Linked DNA regions of Mus musculus: all the other regions are linked to region 2. Evidence: chromatin contacts called from public ChIA-PET and HiChIP or PLAC-seq data. All regions are on one chromosome and are shown on one strand. The core of a region is the stretch at or near the end of the contact, and the rest is flanking DNA. Distances in the headings are between cores, read along the strand shown. Region 1 overlaps Tm9sf2 (transmembrane 9 superfamily member 2). Region 2 overlaps Pcca (propionyl-Coenzyme A carboxylase, alpha polypeptide). Region 3 has its middle 29 kb from the start of Timm8a2.

Region 1 (3,667 bases), core at 510-3,009, 690 kb before region 2:
GATTTAGAAAATCTTGAGTACTTTTTTTTGTGTATTACATTTAAAATAATGATGAAAACCAGAAGGGATATGAAGCAGAAGCTGCTCACAGGGGCACATGGGTCCTTGTATATATAGATCTGTACCCTACATGTTGGGCATTTCCCAGAGTTTTTTCCTAAGCATTTCCTAAGGAAAATAGTTTGTTAAACAGGTTTACAGTGTTTACAGTATGCTGGCAGTTTTACAGTGTATATACATGCTCCTGCAGAGCAGAGTCTGAGTTGATGCTTACTAAGCTCAAGTGTGGTTTAAGCTTTTCCACTGGAGGACATTTCCATGCCCCCTGCTTTACAGCTTTAAAGTGGGTATACAAATTAAACACTTGCTGATTAATAATAAAGAACATTATTTTAAAATAATTGTTTGGTGTATAATTTAACCATTTATTAAAGATTAAACAACTTTGCAGAGACCAGAGAGATTGCTCTGTGGTTAAAAAGTATGTACTACTCTTCAGAGGACCTGAGTTTAGATCCTGGAACCCATGTTAGGTGACTCACAACCACCTGCAATTGTAGCCCTGACTTCCCCTGTCATAGGGCATCTGTGCATACCCATGCATAAACACGTGATCTTAAAAATAATAAAATGGAATCTTTAAAAATTGATTGACTAGATGTGCTTGTTTGTCTAACATGCTGTAATCCTAAGATCCACTTACATGATATATGATGAGAAATAATGGTTAGAAAAGAGTAAAGGTCTTTGTTTTCCACAACAAAATAACTGTTACATACATTAAAGGCACTGTAGTTCATGACTGCTGGAATCTGGAATCTGAGCTGGGTGTCTGAGGCAGTGTTGACTGGTGGTCTGTGGCATGTGTGATGCTGTGAGCATGCTCTGTGTTCAAGGCTGCAGTGAGTGTGGTGCAGCACAGATGAGTGCTGCTGGAACAGCTCAGATTCATCACGTGTTGATCCTGAAGTAATTGTTCATTAGACATTACTGTTGCCAGATTTTTCATACTGCCATTTCAATTGCACTATTCCACATAGAAGTTGTTCTCAACTTTCCTAATGTTGTCACCCCTTAATACAGTCCCTCATGTTATGGTGATCCTCAACCATAAAAGTATTTCATAGCTACTCATAACTAATTTTTCTCTGTTATGAATAATAATGTAAATATCTGATATGTAGGATATCTCATGTGACCCAAAGAAGTCACAATTCATAGGTTTAGAACCACTGCTGTATATAGTCACAGCTGTTAAAGAGCTTTTGTTGTGGCTGTTGAAGTACCTCAGGGTAAAACCCTTGGGCTCAAACCTGACAGCCTAAGTCTGATCCTCAGAACCAGTGAGGAAGGAGAAAACTCACTCTGCTCTATGTTAAACACCCACACACATGGTCACAATAGACAAAATAGATTGGATTTTGGCCACACTTCTGACAAGACTCATTGAGCTTTGCGAGGCTGATGAAGGTAGCTTAAATGAGGGCACATGGTTTCCATGTAGTAGACCAATGGCGACATCTCTTTAATGTGGTTGGTCAGGAAATGGATTTACAGGCCTATAATCCTATCTACTTAGGAGTTCAGGACCCATCTGGATAACTTAGCAAGACTGTTAGGAGAAAAAAATGCTCTGTCTGTGTGTGTGTGTGTGTGTGTGTGTGTGTGTGTGTGTGTAGCTGAGAGTGCCGCCGAGTGGTAGAGTACGTGCTTGCTTATTTGAGAGGCTGTCTTCAAGCCCACTTCAACCACAAAAGAAGCAGTGGACTTAGACGTGTGGTTAACTTTCACCATGCACAGTGTTACGGCCGAGTGCTGTGCACTGCCTGCTTCTGTGCTGGGCGCTTTGTTCTTACCCTGCTTGCATCACTTGCATATATTGCAGAAACTTCTGGGTTCTCTTACTACACATTGAATACTACTAATTTCTAGCAACTATAGTTTGAAATATCCATCTAATTATCCTGTCAGTCTGTCTAGCAAAAAATGGTAGCAGTTCCATTTTGTGATTGAAAAAAAAATCTTAAATGGGAACCACAGTGTGACATGCTTTCATTTTTTAACTCAGTGATGCATGTAAGCAAAAAGAGCCAAGCAGTGGTGGCACACGCACGCCCTTGATCCTAGCACTCAGGAGGGAGAGGCGGGCTGATCTATAGAGTGAGATCCAGGATAGCCAGGGCTGCACAGAGAAACCCTGTCTCAGAAAAAAAAAAAAAGGAGGAGGGGTGGGGGTTAGATAATGTGTACTATGGAAAATTTGGATAATCTCATAAGAAATTCTAAATGTTTTTGTAAGGAATTTAAGTGGTTTTCTTCAAAACAGCTCACAGAGCTGTATTACATTCCTTTCCCACAAGAGTTTAAAAGAACTTTTAAAAGTTCTTTTAAAAGAACTGGTCATTTTACATGTGGGTTTGGTTGTTTTATCTCTTAATGTAAAGTAATGAACTTGTGTGTTTTCTTTTATAGGAACAATTGGCTTCTTTGCATGCTTTTGGTTTGTTACCAAAATATACAGTGTGGTGAAAGTGGACTGAAGAAGCCCAGTGTGTCCAGTTAAAACAGAAATAAACTAAATCTTCATCCACAAAGACCTGTTTTGTGACTACCTTGAGTTTTCTCAGACTTATTGGCCTAGTAATCCTTCAGAAACAACATACTTCCAAGTCCACCTCTCCCATGCACCTGCACCTACAAGATGTGTTTCAACACTAAAGCATTTGTATTGTGATTGGATTAAGTATATATTCAGTTGTTCTCAGTGAAGAGCAGATTTAAATATTATGTGCATTTGTAAATACGATAGCTATAAACTTTTCAATACTTCTAATGGCAGATTATAGGAGGCCATAATACTGATGAAAGACTGGACAGTTGATTGTAAATAGGATTTTCTAGACTCGGTAGGTGGAAAGAATTATTTTTCTTTGAAGGAAATAACTTTTTATCATGGTAATTTTGAAGGATGATTCCTATGACATGTTCATTGGGGGGAATGTGGCTTTTAAAAATCTTGTATTGGTTATAATTGTTCATATCTTCTTACTTTTCTGTGTTGACTTCATTATTCCCATGGTATTGGCCTTTTAAACTATGTGCCTCTGAGTCTTTGAATTTATAAATTTGTTATCTTAATAAATATTGTAAAAATGTCTTCATTGTATCACTCCCTGCATATTGAAGAAAACTCTGTGAATACAAATGTGTTGGCCACTATACTATTTTATTGGATGATATTGAATACTGTGGATACACACTTTCTGTTTCCACTTAAGTGAAACTGTCGGGCTTTGTCAAGTCTGAATTTTCACTCTGAAGGAATGATAAAAATTGTAGTCATGCCTGTCTGGTCAGATAAATGACACATTTAGAACTTAAATGCAGGCCTTATATTGTTACTATTAAAAATTTACACTGTAGACTTACGTTCCAAAGTGTAGTAATTTTTTAAGTCAGCAGGGTATAGGAGCACACCTTTGTAATACCTCTAATTTGGAAGGTGAGGCGTAAGGATGATGTGTGTCCCTCTGGGCTGCACAGTGAATTGGAGGCCCCCCTGGATTACAGACTCAACCCTGTCCTTGCACACAGCATGAGTTAGGCTCTCTGGTCTGCACATTAGCATTTGTTACCTCATGATTGCAGTGGGTTTCACAAATAATTC
Region 2 (3,581 bases), core at 443-2,942:
AGAAGTATTAGATGATTGCTGAAACCAATCTTAGCCCTGAGTCATGAATTGGAAAATATTGGAGATAATTTTGTTTTGCTTTGTTTTGTTTTGTTTATCAAGGCAGGGTTTCTGTGTAGCCCTGGCTGTCGTAGAACTCACTTCAATTTAGAGTAGACTGGCTTCAAACTCAGAGAGCTGCCTGCCTCTGCCTCACAAGAGCTGGGATTAAAGGTGTGCAACATCACACCCAGCTGATTAATCCCAGCTGATAATTTGTTTTTAATTTAAAAAATGAAGACATATATTCTTGATTGTTTGACATTTAAGATATGCTTTTTCATTGTGTATGGATGCGTGTGTGTGTGTGTGTGTGTGTGTGTGTGTGTGTGCACTTACGTGCATATTCATATGCAGATGCATACCTTCACAGAAGCCAGAGGTCAAAATCAGTGTGTTCCTCCATCATTCTTCTGTTTATTCATTTATTTTTTGAGACAGGATCTCTCTCACTGAACCTGGTAGTATTGATTGGCTAGACTAGTGAACCAGCAAGTCCCATGGGTTCTCCTGCCTCTACCTCCCTGACCCTGGAATTATAGGCATTACAACACCAACTTTTTGGTGGATGTCCCAGGGAATTCATACTCAAGTCACCATGCTTGACAGCAGGATTCTATTCCCTGAGCATCTCCACGGCCCTTATTTCATTTCTTTTTCCATAGCTCTGTGATGTGAAGGTGTGCCAAACTGTGACAGAACAGCAGGGGATATGCACATCTCCTGTACTGTAGGGAATCTCTGAGCTAGGTCTTGCTGCTTTTTCCATCTTGGGACATGAGTCCAAGAATGCTGTAGCACTTTGTGTCAGTGGGTTTCCTAGATAAAGAACAACAATATGGGTCTCAGTTTCACAAATAAAATCCAAGAGGAAAAGGAAGTAATTGATTAGCAGTGGTCACTGTGCTGAGGAGGATAACCTGCCTTCAAAGACTTATGTTTTGAACTTCATAGTATGTTTAAGAAATAGTTTACTTCAAAGGCCCTCACCACAAGAAAATGGGCTGTTTTCCTGCTATTCTTGTTCCCTGGCTCAGTATTACTATAAGTAGCTCATATCCGGCTCTGTGGTCTCAGGTGGCCATTGTGTTTATGATCCTCAGGCTGAAATGGCAAGAACTCTGGCCCTATTTTAAGTCAGTAGCAAATTCACACTGTTTGACATGAGTCGACTGAGGTTCTCACGAAACACTTGACTCTCTGACCCATGTTAAGGAAAATGCTTAGATACATAGGGATTATGGCCTCCCAAAATAAAAAACTAAATTTACCAAGCCAGGCTTAGACAGACTCACCTAGTGTACCTGCCGTCTTGATGCATTGTGATAACTTCTGCACTGCCACTCTAAATTTCCAAACAATGTGCTCAGAGATTAAAAACCTGACTGGGTTACCAAGACCTCATTGGAAGTGTTTGAACTTGCCCTTTCTTGTATGTGGGTGTATCTGCATATGTAGAGTTTTCTAAGATGCCACTCTTACTATTGGTGACCTCTACATAGTTCCAAATTTACAGACAGGAGTGGGAAATGACTTCCACTGAAATTGTTCACACATGGGCTGTTTCCATCTGAGGCAGCTCCCAAGTGATTCTGTGGGGAGCCCTTCAGAGAGGCCCAGTGTTCAGCGCTCTGCCTACTTAGGCTTGGTGGCACTGCGTTTCCTTCCTGCCTATCTGATGCATTCTTTGATTAGATCTAGGTTTGTTCTGAGAAATGCAGGCCTGTGGTGATTTCAGTTTCACACTGAATTCTCCCCTCATTCTTCCCCTCCTGTCCTCCCTTTCTCTTTCCTGTCTCACAGTGGAAGCAGAGGGAGTGAGGACTGAAAGACAGTGAGTGGTGTGGTGTGTTCAGAAGGGAAACACCAGCCACTCATGGCTTTCTCGACAGCAGTAAGGTCATGGGGCCTGGTGCCGTGTGTCTGTCTGTCCGTCCACATCAGACACTTTACTTCAAGCACTGGCCACACAGCAATCTTTTACTCTTGCACTCCTTGCCATCTCTTGTATTTACTGTACTAACTTGCTTTGGCAGCACTCGTGACAAGACAGGGCACTTCCTAAATTTCTAGTTAGGTCTTCTGAGATCTATCCCGTATTTGAACCGAGCTGACAGCCACATGCAGACTGGCTGCCTGAGTAAAGTTCAAATACTTCATAGGTCAGGGCCTTCGGGGGAGCCAATCCATAGAGATGACCCATGGTAGGAGTTACAAGAGTTAGCACTCCTCTTCCATCTATGCTTACAATGCTAAGGATTCTTAAGGAATTGTTTTGTTTATATCATTTGCAAGAAATTCATTCACATTTTCTAAACATACTGTCAGGATATACCTTTAGGAAAGACTGGTCACCCAAGCCCTTAGGAAGGCATTACAGATGGATACATGTTGTTGTGTCCATGGCCACTGTTTAGATCATGCTCTCCCTGCAACCATTCCTTCTGTCATTCCCAAGAGGGGAGTCTGATTGTCCCTCTCCGTTTTTTCTCACCTAGATGTTGAGGGATCACTGGAAAGTCTAGGGTTTGCTGTCCTCAAGTTCAGTTAGCTAATAGCAGAGGTAGGAAGCAAAGCTCGTATACATATGCATACTGCCTTCTCAGAGGGCTCCACGTGGAAAATACTGGGACCAAAGCCTATTGTGGCAAAAGACTGTATACTCCTCACAGTGTTTCCATTCAGTCCATAGACAGCAGGGTTTTCATAAAGAACCGGGGGAGTTCCATGTAACAGAACAACATCTGCAAGCCATTGAGATTGTGATCAGTAAATTACCATGGAAGGATGCAATATGGACCTGAATTGTGACATGAAATTAAGGCTGGGGTGACATATATAGGATACTGCACATGCAGGCACACACACACAGAATGCTGAACCTAGGATACTAAACTTAGAGTGAAAATCCTTCATGCTCCTGTGTTGATCATCTGGTCTTTTTGGAATGGGCAGACATTAGGCATGCATCCTATAACCTGCTAGAAAAATATATAAACATATTAAACAAATGAGTTATGTTGCCTAAATTATCTGAAATAGAAAATATTCACAAATGAGAAAAGGAATGAAAGTAAGGTAGAAGCCTCAGCAACGCTGATAACTTATCTGTGCAGTAGAAGCAATTAAGGACCTGAGGATGTAACTTTACAGAGCTAGTAATCATCAGTAAAGTGCCCAAAGAAGTAGCTTCTGTTGCTTTAATTGAGTGGACCTCCAGATTGGAGATATCACACCCCAGAGGTTTGATTTTTGGGGATGGGGAGTTATCTGTATCAAATCCTGTTATAACAGGGAAAACAGAGTCACTAAATGGGACACCCTAGGTTTACAACTTTAACTCTATTGGCTATAAATTTGCACACAATTCTAAGAATTGCTGTTAGTGCAATTAATGTAGCAGCTTCCCCCTAAGAGGAACTCACTTAAAAAGAAACACTGTATCTTACATAAATTTATATAAGTAGTAGGTTAAATGAAGTCATAATTTTTCTTTTTCCACTTCCCAGTCTTTACTAAGTCAGTGTCTAATTTGAATTTCT
Region 3 (3,569 bases), core at 715-3,214, 790 kb before region 2:
CAACTGAGGGCACACTGCTCTCTCAGCTGCCCAGGCTAGTCTTGAACTTACTCTGTACCCTAGGCGGGCACTGAATTTGTGATCCTCCTGCCTCAGCTTCCTGAGTAGCTGAGAGTACAGACCTGAGCCACCAGACCTGGCCATTTTCTTAGATCACCACCAAAAAATAAACAGAACTAAACTGTCAGGAAATGCCTCCTGACAAGACACCACGTTCATTCATCACTGGGATATCACAGCCGGGATCACAGCTGATCCAAACACTTCAAATAGACTGCAGGATCTGTCTGGTCCATAACATGAGTGAAGGACTTTGGCAGCATTGCAACTGCAAGAATCCAGTGACATATGAAGCTGGGGATTCAGGCAAAGACATCCTGGGCTATGTGCCTGCCATGTAGCCACCACCAGAGAAACTCTTACACATCAAAAATAAGTTAGTAAAGATCACCCAGAGCTGAGCACAGTGGTGGTAGAATAACATCCCTTTAATCCCAGCACTCAGGAGGCAGAAGCAGGTGGTTTTGATTTGAGGACAGCCTGGCCTACAGAACAAGTCCTAGGCCAGTCAGTGGTACACAGTGAGATCCTGTCTCTAAAAGTCAATCCCCGCCTCCACCAGGGGTGGGGGAAGTGTTAGTGCTGGAGAGAGAGATAGGTCAGCACTTAAGAGCCCTTTGCTGTTCACCCAGGGGTCCTGAGCACCATTCTCCATATTGGTACAGCAGTTCACGACTACCCATGACTCTAGTTCCTGGGATCCGATGCCCTCTCCTGCCCTCTGTTGGCACCAGTCATGCATACGATGCGCCCATGTACACACAGCCAAAAGTCATACACATAAAACAAAAAAGTAAAAAAAAAATTTTTTTTTAATTCTTCAGGCTGGACAGGTGGCTCAGTGAGTAAGTAAGGTTCACTTGCCATCCAAAATTGAAATTCAAATCTCAAACACCTACGTCAAAAGTAAAGCACTGTGGTGTGTGCCTCTTGAGAAGTTGTTGTGATAAAAATTCTGACCCAACCCAACCTGGAGAGGAAAAGGTTTATTTCATCTTGCACTTTATAGTCACTGAGTAGGGCCGGAACCTAGAAGCACGAACTGAAGAAATGCTGCTCTCTGGCTCCCTCCTCATGACGGGCTCAGCCTGCTTTCGTAGACATCTCTGGACTGCCTGCTGAAGGTGGCACTGTCCACTGTGGACTGGGCCTTCCGACATCAATCACTACTCAAGAAAATGCCTAGGGTTGCCTATGGGCCAGTATTGTGGAAGCATTTTCCCACCGAGGTTCTCTTCTTCATATGACCCTAGCTTATGTTACAATGGCCAAGGTGGCTCTGTGTGTGTGTACTTAATAAAATAGTGCAACTTTTAAGCTATGTATCAAACATCTTTCTGGGGTTTTATTTCATCTTATTCTGTTCCTGACATCTGATATTTGTCTTGATGGTTCTCATTCTCCCAACATCCTAGACCCAAACCAAGTTCTACAAGCCTCAGTACAAGATACTCTTCCTATCTAAATGTCTCTGCTTTGCCTTGATCTCTGGAATGCTAGAAGCCTGGGGTTGATCGCACAAAGCACCATGCTACCTGACAATGCTGTCTGGATCCTGCTCAGCAGCGAGGGCATCCTCTCTGATCACAGCAGGACACAGTGACCACAGTGAATGCTTATTGCCTTGAAATAGCTGTTCCCTGGGTACCGTTCAGGATGTCCCGTGTCATAATGAAAGCTATATAGACAAGTCCATGAAGACAGAAGCAAAGATGGAGTAGTCTAGCCATGAGCCATGGAAATCCCAGGCTCACCGGAAGCTGGATGAAACAGGAGCCCTGGAGAGAGCATGGTCCTGACTACACCTAGAGTTTAGAACTTCATCTCCCAGGCGAGCAGGAGCATGAAAATCTCACTTTAAGCCACCCTGTTTGTGGTGTATTGTTATTGGCAGCTGTGAGAACTTCCTCAACACATCCTCTACTGCTTTTCCGCTGGCAAAAACCACAGGTGTTTACATACAGATTGCCATTGCTATAGAGATCTGAACATTTCTCCTTTTTTATGTTTAATGTCTCATAACTTTGAAATTATAATTTACTAATTGTTTAATAAGTTATTAAATCACAAACACGTTTATTCTGCACTCCAGTGCTAGTGTCTCTGTATTTCCATACAGTAATTCATCCACTCTTTGCTTTACTTTAGGCATTTACAAACATTATTCCAAGGAAATGTCCCGCTGGCTTTACCAGAACTCTATCCACACACAGTACAGTTCTCACCTCAAAGGGAATAAGAAGTAGTTAATTCTGAAGGCAAAATGCATGACTAAGGCCTGTGAAGATGGATTCAAGTTGCCCCAAATACTGTTCATACATGGCATGTTCTTATAAGTACAGGAAAAACCCCTAAAGCTCTTCCAAATCCATTGGTGGAGGCATGTTTACCTGTGTTACAGCAAAATGGGGACATGTCTGCTGTGGGTCTCACCATGCTGAAGGGAGCGCTGCATGCTCTGTCACATTCTCAACCTTAGGGACAATGTAGGCTTGTGGTCTGTTCATGCATCCCAAAGGCTACACTGGAAGGTCACAAGAGTGTTATGTCAGACAGATCTGCAATGAGTAGCAACTACAGGGGCCAAAGCTAGCCCAAGATAACTTTGCAACATTTCATCTCCTCACAGTCATGAGGTTCTGACCAAGTCCTTAGTCTGCTTGCAGAAGGTTTAACAGAAGTGTGGCCTTTTGGGAGGGGGACCCTTACAAAACCCCAAGGGGCCCACCCACTTCAGCCTGGGCTTCAGTACCACATCTGATCAGAAGAGGGCACCAGAGGACCTGTGCAAAGACTGGTACTTCAACCTCTTCTACTGCGTTTCACTCAGGCACAGATACAGAAACGTCCTCTCTCAATTCAGGTTACTCTTAGAATGCACTGTGATCAAAATGTGGAATCATCTTCAAGCCTGCTATCCTGTTTACTTGTTGAACTAAATATTTCCTACCATTTTCCCCAGTGATCGCATGAGCATTTGGTACTGAAGTTGTTTTAAACCAAAATATCCTCTAGCTGGAGCTACCTGTAATTTCTAAGTTCTGTAGAACAGTGGGCAGTGTGCAGATACACAAAGAACAGAGCTGGGGCAGTGGTTCCGTGGGTAAAGTGCTTGCTGCCCAAGCCATGTGCAGTGAGTGCCTGGTGCCTGGACCCCAGCACTGGAGGAGGGAAAAGACTGATCCCAGGGCCTCACCTGCCAGTGTAGCTGAAGCAGTGAGCTCCAGGTTCAGTGAGAGACCCCGGGTCAGGAAGTACAGTGGAGAGCGACAGAGGACAGTTGGCGTCTAGTGAATCCCAAGCAAGTGTATCTGAAAACACACACACTCACACACACACACACACACACACACACACACACACACGAGTAAGAATAGCCTAGAGTTGGGGTGCAGTAGCTCAGTAGTTGGGCATGTGCTTAATGTAGGCTTTTAGGATTTGATGTTCAGCACTGATTCCACCATGTGACATGCTGGGATCCAAACCCAGGTTGTGGTGGTCTGAGTGAA

The links. ChIA-PET counts read pairs in DNA pulled down with a chosen protein or histone mark. HiChIP or PLAC-seq counts read pairs in DNA pulled down with a chosen protein or histone mark.
Region 1: a contact with region 2 is called in an H3K4me3 HiChIP or PLAC-seq map of the 230-238 cell line, with 5 times the contacts expected there. The contact joins two enhancer-like sites. A contact is called at or near these places in 3 of 115 datasets of contacts at active chromatin or transcription factors (the 230-238 cell line, T-cell acute lymphoblastic leukemia and large pre-B cells) and 1 of 9 other capture datasets (embryonic stem cells).
Region 3: an RNA polymerase II ChIA-PET map of memory CD8 T cells shows a contact between it and region 2, with 9 read pairs. The contact joins two enhancer-like sites. A contact is called at or near these places in 1 of 484 Hi-C or Micro-C datasets (muscle stem cells), 3 of 115 datasets of contacts at active chromatin or transcription factors (epiblast stem cells, large pre-B cells and memory CD8 T cells) and 1 of 9 other capture datasets (embryonic stem cells).

The regions. Positions count from the first base shown.
Region 1 is chr14:122,156,177-122,159,843 of GRCm38.p6, forward strand. Tm9sf2 (transmembrane 9 superfamily member 2) reads left to right here. Exons shown (of 17, transcript NM_080556.3): 17 at 2,473-3,427. The coding sequence ends at 2,540. Among named protein-coding and RNA genes, the nearest start is that of Clybl, 24 kb to the right of the region's middle. Within about 2 kb of position 1,760, at least 5 of the 459 cell types and tissues checked have an H3K27ac peak or open chromatin away from gene starts, as enhancers often do. A contact at or near this core is called in the 230-238 cell line, where this site is marked.
Region 2 is chr14:122,850,994-122,854,574 of GRCm38.p6, forward strand. All of the region lies in intron 21 of Pcca (propionyl-Coenzyme A carboxylase, alpha polypeptide), which reads left to right. Among named protein-coding and RNA genes, the nearest start is that of Gm46488, 58 kb to the right of the region's middle. Within about 2 kb of position 1,693, at least 45 of the 459 cell types and tissues checked have an H3K27ac peak or open chromatin away from gene starts, as enhancers often do. A contact at or near this core is called in the 230-238 cell line and memory CD8 T cells, where this site is marked.
Region 3 is chr14:122,061,902-122,065,470 of GRCm38.p6, forward strand. No RefSeq gene overlaps it. Among named protein-coding and RNA genes, the nearest start is that of Timm8a2, 29 kb to the left of the region's middle. Within about 2 kb of position 1,965, at least 71 of the 459 cell types and tissues checked have an H3K27ac peak or open chromatin away from gene starts, as enhancers often do. A contact at or near this core is called in memory CD8 T cells, where this site is marked.